Regions from separate parts of the Ovis aries genome. Here region 2 is linked to region 1. A link is a contact called in public Hi-C data. All regions are on one chromosome and are shown on one strand. Each heading gives the region's core, a stretch centred on a gene start, on an enhancer-like site or on the middle of the called end of the contact. The rest is flanking DNA. Distances are from core to core; before and after follow the strand shown.

The links. A called contact is a pair of places that touch in the nucleus more often than the background predicts.
Region 2: a Hi-C map of liver shows a contact between it and region 1, with 4 times the contacts expected there. The contact joins the enhancer-like site here to the promoter of SLC2A3 in region 1. A contact is called at or near these places in 10 of 16 Hi-C or Micro-C datasets (blood, hypothalamus, liver and 4 more).

The regions. Positions count from the first base shown.
Region 1 is chr3:207,057,819-207,062,639 of ARS-UI_Ramb_v3.0, reverse strand. SLC2A3 (solute carrier family 2 member 3) reads left to right here and starts at 1,699. Exons shown (of 10, transcript NM_001009770.1): 1 at 1,699-1,828; 2 at 3,776-3,868; 3 at 4,415-4,575. The coding sequence starts at 1,814.
Region 2 is chr3:207,116,319-207,121,298 of ARS-UI_Ramb_v3.0, reverse strand. No RefSeq gene overlaps it. Among named protein-coding and RNA genes, the nearest start is that of FOXJ2, 31 kb to the left of the region's middle. Within about 2 kb of position 1,453, at least 39 of the 54 cell types and tissues checked have an H3K27ac peak or open chromatin away from gene starts, as enhancers often do. A contact at or near this core is called in hypothalamus, liver, muscle and 1 more, where this site is marked.

The sequences.
Region 1 (4,821 bases), core at 450-2,949:
CCAGACTGAATAATGCCTTCATTTAGTGGTGATAATTTTGTAACGTATATAAATATCAAACCAGGTGTGACTGAGCTCTCTTCTCTGTCCACCTGAAACTATCACAACATTGTTAATCGGCTATACTCCAAGACAGAAGAAAAAGTTTAAAAAGATAAAACCAAAAAACTTTTATCCCCCCAAAATAATAAAAAATACCGAATCAGTATGTTGTACACCTAAAACTAATATAAAAATGTCAGTCAATCATACTTCAGTTGTTTTTTTTTTTTAATCCTCATTTAAGGACAGACCACATGAGGTGGTTTGTTTCAGGCCCCGTAGTGCCAGTTTGGATTCCAGGTGCCCAACCAAAACCCCAAAGGAAGATACACTATCAGCAGTGACTCCTCCAGCCAAATTCTACCTCTTCACCTGTTTCTGCCCCTCTTCCCCCGGCTGGGGTTGCTAGGCTACAGATTAATAGGCATTGGGAACTTGACTATTGATAATTTCCCACCATAAAGGCCTGACATAATTGCTCACCCAACTCTTTAACTACAACTAAACTGCCCCCCTTCCTTTACTCTCACATGGGAGTCACTTCACTGGCCTTTTATTTTCCTTCATCTTCCTCTGCTCTCATTTTCCTTCTATCTTTTTCCTCCTCATCTTGCTCACTTCTCTTGTATGGCTTGGAAATCAGATGTGTATCTCATGCTTTTCTCTCACAGCCTAGAAGGAATAGGATGTTGGCAGTTCTCTCCAGCTGTGTAAGAAGCAGTTGCCCTGGTCCCTCTTGAATGTTTGAAGTGGAAGAAGGGGAGCACCGTCGATTCCTGAGGGCCTGGATTTTTTGATCTTCTCTACTGATGAATCCCCAACTTCTTTCTGATACACAGTTTGTGCTCTGCAAATAAAATACCTGTTTAATGGAACCTTACAGCTGTTCTCTCTCTAGATGCTGTCAACATGGGACTAGGGGCAAAACACTGCAGAGTGGGTGGGATTCAGCTGGGTGGGAAGCTGGTGAACAACATTTTCAGGAGTGTGGATTGTGTCCCAGGCCAGCTGATTCTCTGCTTCCTGGAACCCAGGAAGAATTGGTTTGGCTCCTGGATATTCAGGTTTTCCCCCAGGAGAGACTATGCTAAGTCAGAGGGCAAGTGGAGCCAAAAGCTCTTCCAATTCTTCCTTCTTTGGCTTTCCTTCTCCAGACTGTCCTTCCCTCCCCTCCAAGATTGTAGACACAGCCTGCAATCAAAGAGCAGCTGATAAAGTCATAGGATTATGAATGTTTTCTGTTCACATCCAGCGACCTTTGCCGAATATGGATAGCCTTTATTCTCACCTTTTTACGGATTGATTCAATTCTGAGCCCTTGCGAGAGCAAAAAATAAAGTGTATCTGCCCTCCCTCCAGGGTTTTTCTGGTAGCATTTTGTCTGTGAAACGTGCTCTTAAAACGGGGAAGGAGGAGAAGCTTTAAAAAAAAAAAATGAAGTAGGGTGGGGGCAGGATGTGGTTTTCCAAAGCAGGCTTGAAGGGTGGGTTGGGGGGTGTTGCCTAGGGAGGGGGCAGTGTTTGAGGTCTACACTTACGAGGAGCTCCAAAGATTGGAGGCGGGTAGGGTGGGGCTGGGGGCTTGTCTCCCGGGCTCCGCCCTCTCCGAAGCTTATATAGGCGCATGAGATATAGGCTCCGCTACTGAGGACCTGGAGGAAAACTTGCCGCCGATAGAGGACATTTTGGAGGTTTTGCTGCCTGGAAGAGGGGTCTCTGGAGTCCCACTCCTAGATCTTTATCGAAGATTTGAAAAGAATTAAATTAGGGCCATGGGGACCACGAAGGTAAGAGCGATACGGTTACCGGTTATTTTTGCCGGCTTGGGTTGCACTCGGAAAGGCAAGCTATACCGGCGTTGGCTGAGCTCTGTTCCGCGGAGTCACCTAGCAATCTGGAAGCCTTTCCCATTGCTCTCCCAGCCTGCAGTGCCGCACTTACACAATTCTTTTCGGATGTCATGTCCTATGAAGGATTTATCCCAGTTCCATTCACCTTCTTGGTGTGGGAAAAGTCACCTGGAGAAGTTGTTTGTATTACACACATGGGTGTGTGTGTTTGTGTTTTCTTTAATACAATTACATGCTTTTGAGGATGTGAAGTTGAGCGTTCAGGGGATCGGGGGCGTATGGTGGTGTTGATGCTTTAGACCTTGAAAAGACCTGAGGTTTGTTTTGGGGGTGCCGGGTCGGTGTCCAGCCATCATCTGTTCTATGACTTGTGGGATTCCCTGAATTACCTAAGGAGAGAGAATTCCATGATTGTAACCGCACAGTATATTTATTATTGAGTGTTGTGGATGCGGTATTTGCTGGGAGAAGGGCATTTTCACTAAGGTAATTTATCTGAAAATAAAAGATGGGAGAAGGGATGAAAAAGTAGGAAGGCCCTCAGGAGTTAAATGATGAGAGAAAATAAGAGGTTTCTACTAAAAGGAGTGAATGAAATAGAAAGCGCTGCCCCCGCTGGCCTCGGGGGTACTTAGATGCCGGTGGAGGCAAGGTCAATTTGGGGAACTGTTAACTCGAGGCCTGCCACTGCCTGACTTGATAGGGAAGGAGTTTAAGATGAGAAAGGGTTGGCGGGGGCGGGGAGCTCTCAGGCATAAAAACTGAGCTCTCTTGGGGTGGAAATTAAGATCACACCTACTAGAATTATCCCCGACAAGGTGAGTGATGACTGGGTTGGTTTCAGCACAGCCCCCTCACAAAATGTCTCCATTTTGGATTGGGAGTCAGCTTGTTCTCGCCCCCTGGTGGGTGGGTGGGGGATAGCAGTACCTCTTTAAGGGAACGGGAAGAATTTCAGATGGGACCAAGGAAGGGTACGGTGGTACGGCGGGCGGATCCTGCACATTCTGGGACCCAGAGTTGCGAGCAGCCTGGTGATGACGACACATCAGTACCACTCGTGCTTTTGTGGAATTTGGGGTACGGGTGAGCCTACACTGGCTCTAGCTGGTCGCGGAATAATCTGTTCTAAGAACAATCCTAAGGCTTTGCTGTCTGCCCTCAGTTTTTTCTATCCCTGAGCACAATTCTGTGCTTGCCTGGGGATTTATTTACCTGGGGCTGCTGTTTGAATACTGACAAACGGACTAACCCAGTTCTCCTAACTTGTCCCTTCCAAAATTTTCTTTCCAGAATTTCCCCAGGTTTACTCTTCATGATCATCTATATCACCAGATAAGCTCTTCAGTTCTTTTGTGTTCCTTATTCACTACCTAAACGGTTAAGTTGTTGTTTTCATACTACCAACCAGCTGAGTTCTAGTACATTAATCTCTTGTTTTTTAATTTTCTTTTTTTAAATTTTATCTTCATGGTATTTCTCTTTTTTAAATTATGAAAGTATAATAACACATTTACAGGAGACTTGGAAAATACAGAACAAAGTTACATATATATTAAAATTTTTTTCAGTAGATATATCAAGATTTTTAGTTGGAGTTTTCAATATCAAACTCAAAAATTAATAGAATGAATATACAGAAAAGTAAAAGAATGTGGTAGACCTGAAAAGCACTATGAACCAGTTCAACCTAATGAAGATTTACACAATTTTCAGATAACAGCAGAATACAAATTCAAGTTCCCAGAGACTGTAAACTGGGAGGCACTGGAACGTATCCGGGGCATAAAACAAGGTGCAAAAATCTCATGGTGCGTTCTCCTTAATAAGAGCCAGTCATGGATCAAGAATTTTAAGGAATGTTCTTCTCTACCCTCCCCGCAGGTCACCACACCTCTGATCTTCGCCATCTCGATTGCTACCATAGGCTCTTTCCAGTTTGGCTACAACACTGGAGTCATCAATGCTCCTGAGGCGGTGAGTGCCAGGCAACAAGAGTTTTGAGTTTGGAATGGGGAAAGTATTCCTTTAGGTAGGGTTTCCAGAATTATCATGCTTAGACAGACTTGGTAGCTCACTTGGCTAAGACTGAGATGGGGCATGATATTGGTGGGGATCTAATTGAATCATTGATCAAAGCAAGAGGCTCAGGGCAGGGGCTCCCTGCACCCTGGACTGGGCCCATTCATCCTCTCACCCTCTGGTGACACACTTCCCTTATTGTCCCCTAGAGGTTAGTTACAAAGTCGGGGTGCAGGGGTGCGGTGTGAAATCATCCCTGAACAGAAGTACATCAGTACTACTACCTACTGGCATTTTCAGGACAACTAAGTTATTCAGATTTAGTAACATGAATTCCAGTGTTACCTGTCTTTTCCATTGCCATCTATTTATTCCCTCGACGCTCTACCTAGAAAGTAACTGGAACACAGTTCTCTTAGGGAGGGGAAGATCCTGAGTGTTTGTATCTTTTCTCATCCAACTATAATGGTCTTTTCTCCCACCACCCATTTTAATTGGCAGATCATAAAAGACTTTCTCAATTACACTTTGGAAGAACGGTCAGAAACACCCCCGTCCAGCGTGCTCCTCACATCCCTGTGGTCCTTGTCTGTGGCCATCTTCTCCGTGGGTGGTATGATTGGTTCCTTCTCCGTCGGACTCTTTGTCAACCGATTTGGCAGGTATTGACCAGAAACTGTGCAAGGAAGGGGGCTATACCTTTTGCACTGAAGACAAGCATTAAGGCTTAGAGCAGGGAGGTGATGGTGCATTTGAATAGAAAGCCTGTAACATTCCCATCAAGGGAAAACCAATCCCGAAGACTCGTCTCCATCCTCCTCCCCCACCCCCCAGCCACATTAAGGCGTAATGATGAATCTGGGGTGGAGTGGGACAGTTTTAATTTCTAGCAAAATTTCTAGCTGATG
Region 2 (4,980 bases), core at 204-2,703, 59 kb before region 1:
TCTCCAGGGGATCTTCCTGAGCCGGGGAGCAGGAGACAGTTCATCCATTTCAACAAGAAGCAAGCTGAGAGTGTGGATACTGATTCAGGTAGATTTGATAATGAATTAGAATGGTGAGAAATTTCTTTCGTTTTTCAAAGAAATAAGAAATGAGATTATCAACTCAGTGTGAAAAAGGACAAGGAGATCTTGGAAATTTGAGGTGGGAGGAAAAGGTGTGAAATTGTTATACAATAGGGAGTGAATTTGGGAAAATAAAGCTTTGCAGAGCAGTTCCGAGAGCTCACTTGAGATTATCATCTAATTCAATGTGATACCAGTTAGCATGGTTGCAGGTTTTTCTCCAGTTATATTTATTTAGTTAGTGAATGCAAGCAAGCAGAGTAACTAGAGTTGGATTTAACCAAGGGTTGGGGTTTTACCCAGGAATATAACAGGAGGGAGAAAAGTGTTAAGGAGTTGCAAGTTTTTGCAAAGTAGTGCTTATAGTGATGAATCTAACCATTTAAGTTAGGGGATATGGAAAGTAAAAATAGAAGGGTGATGAAGTGAAAATTTAATAGAGTTAATAACTTAGAGATCCTGCTCCTATTAAGAAATGGTTAAAGGAGAATTCCCTGACCATCCAGTGGTTAAAACTGCCTTTCAAAGCAGGGGGTGCGGGTTTGATCAGGGAGCTAATAAGATCCCACATGCCTCATGGCCAAAACACGAGATCAGAAGCACTATCAATTTCAAGAAAGACTTTAAAAATGGTCCACATTAAAAAAAAAAAAAAATTGTTGGAGAGGCCATGATCAGTGTGAGATTCAAGAAACAGAGGTTTGGGAAGAAAAGCATTTATTTTTAATGACTCAGGCTAGGGTGTCACCATGAAAATGAGTGCGAGGTGGACTGGAAAATAGGATGATTGGAAATGAGCGGACAAGGAACTGAGGCCAACACAGGGCTGAACTGTTTCCAGGGATGACGCAGCCGCTAGGAATGATGACAGCAGGCGTTGTGTAACCAGGAGAATGAGTCAGGTTTTCAGATTTCCAGGGAATGAAGGGAAGTGGCCCAGGGGATCACAGACTGCAATATCCTGATGGCACACACTTCAGAGGCCCCGAGTCTTTGAAGGACTAGAGGAAGAGAAAGAGTTGGGATTAGGCAGTGTGGCTCTCCAGGCCTTCCAGTGAAACAGCTGAACCCACGCTGAGACTTGTAGAGGAGTGGGGTCCTCTTCCTTGGAAGATCAAAAAAAAGAAATGACGTTTACGCTGGACTTTGAAAGATGGAATGAATTTTGAGAGAAAAAGACGTGGAAAGATGTTTCCGAACAGAGATAAGGCCATGACCCCAGCGGAGGGAGCTAACGCTGGCGGTTCCGCCCTGGTGCCCCTGCCAAACGCCCGGGGTCGCCCCAGTCGCCTGGTAAACCGTCGGCCGCTAGGTGGCAGTGTGTGCCTTTGGGGCACCCTCCCTGCTCTTGTGGGTTTACAGGAGGTGGAAATGAGAATCCAGCCGAGATGAGCTAATGATGGGTTGGTGTATTTAGTCAGGCTCGAGTGTGTGGTCCTAGAAGTGAATTGGCAGCGCCCGCAAAAGAAAAGAATAAACTTGAGAACGCTTAGGCGAAAGATCAGGCAGAAGGTTAAAGGAACGGATGGGCTTTGATGTGATATAAGAATCAGAGAAAGGCAGAGACTTGGGCAGGGGTGTGTGCGCCCGAGCAACATGGAAGGAGAGACAGATACAGTAATCTCCGTTTTGGCTTGTTTACTCAGAAAATAATTTTGAAAAACTATACAACCTGTCCCCTGCCCCCCCCATCTACCCCTCCCCCTCACACACACTCATTTTTAAGTTGATATCTAAAATGTTTTAATTACTTTCCGGGATTAGTTTCTGCTGTCTCGATGGGTTTCAGGGCTATTGTTAGCCTTTCTGGTACCTTTGTGCAGATTGAGAAAAGGGGTGCCTGGTGGGGGTGGGGGGAAGCGGAATGGGCAGTTTTCTAGGGACCCTCCCTCTGTGCAGAGAAAACATGCCCCTCCCTCTGGTTGAGGAGCAGAGCTAGCCTGTAATTGCGGCTGTATTTCAGGCTCCCCTTGCCCCTAAATTACAACCATACATGGGTCTTCCCTGGCGGTCCAGTGGTTAAGACTTCACCTTCCAATGTAGGGGCTGTGGGTTTGATCCCTGGTTAGGGAACGAAGATCCCACATGCCTTGCGGTCAAAAAGCCAAAACATAAAATAGAAGCAATATTGTAACACATTCAGTAAAGACTTTAAAAATGGTCCACATCAAAGAGGGGAAAAAAAAACAAAAACAAAAACAAAACACCACTTTTAAGAGCTTCCCTGGTGGCTCAGTGGTAAAGAATCAGCCTGCCAATGCTGAAGTTCCCCATGTGCCACAACTAGTGAGCTTGTGCTCTACCGCCAGAGAAGTGCAGCTGCTGAAGCCGGCAAACCGTAGAGCTTGTGCACCAACTAGAGAGTGGCCTCCACTTACTGCAACTAGAGAAAAGCCCCCACAGCAATGACCCAGCAGAGACAAAAATCAGAAAGGTAAAAAATAATCCTTTAAAAATAAAGATTTTTTTAAAATAAGAAATTACAACCATATATGTGGGTTCCTGTAGAGTTTTTTAAACCTTTGATTACAAACATAACTCATTCCATATGTAGAATTATCAACTGCGTGACAAAGCCATTGTCCTTGGGCAAGCCAGTAAGCCAAATCATACTTGGTTTGTGTCAGAAAAATTCTGACTTTATTTCAAATAAAAATGTTAACTTCTGTCTTTGTACCAACCATCTTCTCAATTCAGACAGATGTTCTGGAACTTTGCTGAGGGTTTTTTTTTTTTTTTTTTAACCAGTTGATGCTTCTAAAACTCTAGCATGTTTAGGAGTCACTTGGAAGGCTTGGTGTTACTACGAGTTTTTTGGTCCCTACCTTTCAGAGAGTCTGACCCAGCAAGTCTGGAGTGGAACTGTCAGTTTTCACACCTAACAAGCCCCTAGGAGATGCTAAAGTCACCCATCCATGGATGGTCACCCTCTGAATATCACTGGGAAGACGCTTCCCCCTCTAATCATTCCCATTAATGCCATATTGACTATCAGAGCTCTATCTCTCAGGAACTACGCACTCTTAAATTGTGCCTGTTGCACCGTAGTAAAAACTTAAGATGGGTTAGAGATAACCTTTTTTTTTTTTTTTTTTTTTTTACAAAGTAGGAGAAAGCAGTGGAAAGGAAGATGAGAAAGAAAAAAGGGTCAACCAGGCATATTCTTAAGAAAAACAATTTTAGAAAACTCATAAAGCTGAAGTCTTGGAAAATTATTTTGATCAAAAATGGGTGGAGAAGAAAGGGAGGGATGACTAGGTGGAGCATAGAGGATTTCTGAGGCAGTGAAAGAACACTGTGTGACCAGCATGCTAGATCTGAGTCGTTATACGTTTGTCCCAGCACATAGACTGTACGCCACCAAGAGTAAACGCTAATGGAAGCTATGTAGGCTTATCCACTGTAAGCAGTGTACCATTCTGGTGGGGGTGTTGATAATGTATTTTTTTAAAAGCCCAGTTTGAAGCCTACTGTAGTAAAATTGTGTGTGAAATATGACTAATTAATTACAACTTTTTTTTTTAAGTCTGTGTATTTCATGTTATTAGGCTGATGTCTTAACAAAGAGCATTTACGGACTAGAAGGAACAGTGGTAAATGTGTAGGGTAAAAAGGACTCATAGCCAGATCAAAAATATGAAGCTGTGGGTATATCCCATGACCTATTTAGATTTCTTCTTATGGTCCCAGCATTGCCAATCAACCATCTGGGGAACAAGCGGGGGTGGGCGGTCATCAGAAAACAAGCAGGAACTGGAGTTGACACAGTTGTCTTCACAGGATGTAAAGATAGGTTGCCTAATGTAAAGAGTGGTAGTTAAGAGGTTATTCTGGGAAGTGATAGAGTGATGAAGTCATGCTACTTACTGGGCAAATGACGCTCACTGACTTCCCAAGCTACATATAGAGAAAAATGCCTTTGAGGAAAGTCTGCCTGTGGGATCAGCCGTTGCATGACCTCTGGTTCAGGGGATCCTGACTTTCCTGTGCTGCGTGGGACTCAGCACGGTGACAACTTCGTGCTTTACAGTTTTCAAAGAACTCGAATCTATATTATTTAATCTCCCAATAACTCCATGCCTGTCACCATTCGACTGATCAGACAAGGTCATGCAGTTGGGAATGGGCCTTTTGCTTTACACCATAAATGTTTTGAACATCTGAAACTGCCCCATATAAAGCTTCCCTGGTGGCTCAGAGGTTAAAGCATTTGCCTCCAGTGCGGGAGACCTGGGTTCGATGCCTGGGTCGGGAAGATCCCCTGGAGAAGGAAATGGCAACCCACTCCAGTATTCTTGCCTGGAGAATCCCATGGACGGAGGAGCCTGGTAGGCTACAGTCCACCAGGGTTGCAAAGAGTCGGACACAACTGAGCAACTTCACCTTCACCTTAAGGAGAAAGCAAAAAGAACTTTAAATTATTGGTATGGTACTAAGCACTTCTTCGACTTGATCTGATTTAATCCTTCTAACCACCTGTGAGATGGAACAGAACTTGAGCTACTTTGTTTAGAGTTGTGACATAAAATACTTCTCCAAGTTCTGTGCATAGATATGTTCCAAACATTTCATGAGACATATTGGAAAAAGAAGTTGCAGTCTACTCCAGTATTCTTGTTTTGCCTGGAGAATCCCATGGACAGAAGAGCCTTGGTGGGTTTTGGTCCAAAGCATCGCCAAGAGTCGGACACAACTAAAGTAACTTAATATAAATGCACATTTATACTAAAAGAAGTATTCGTTGTTTATCTGAAATCCAAATTTAATAGCATTCGATTTTTTTTTTGCTAGATCTGGCAGCTCTGCCAGTTTCTTTTATCCTACATATTAAAAATAATTTACTTTCTTCAAAACACA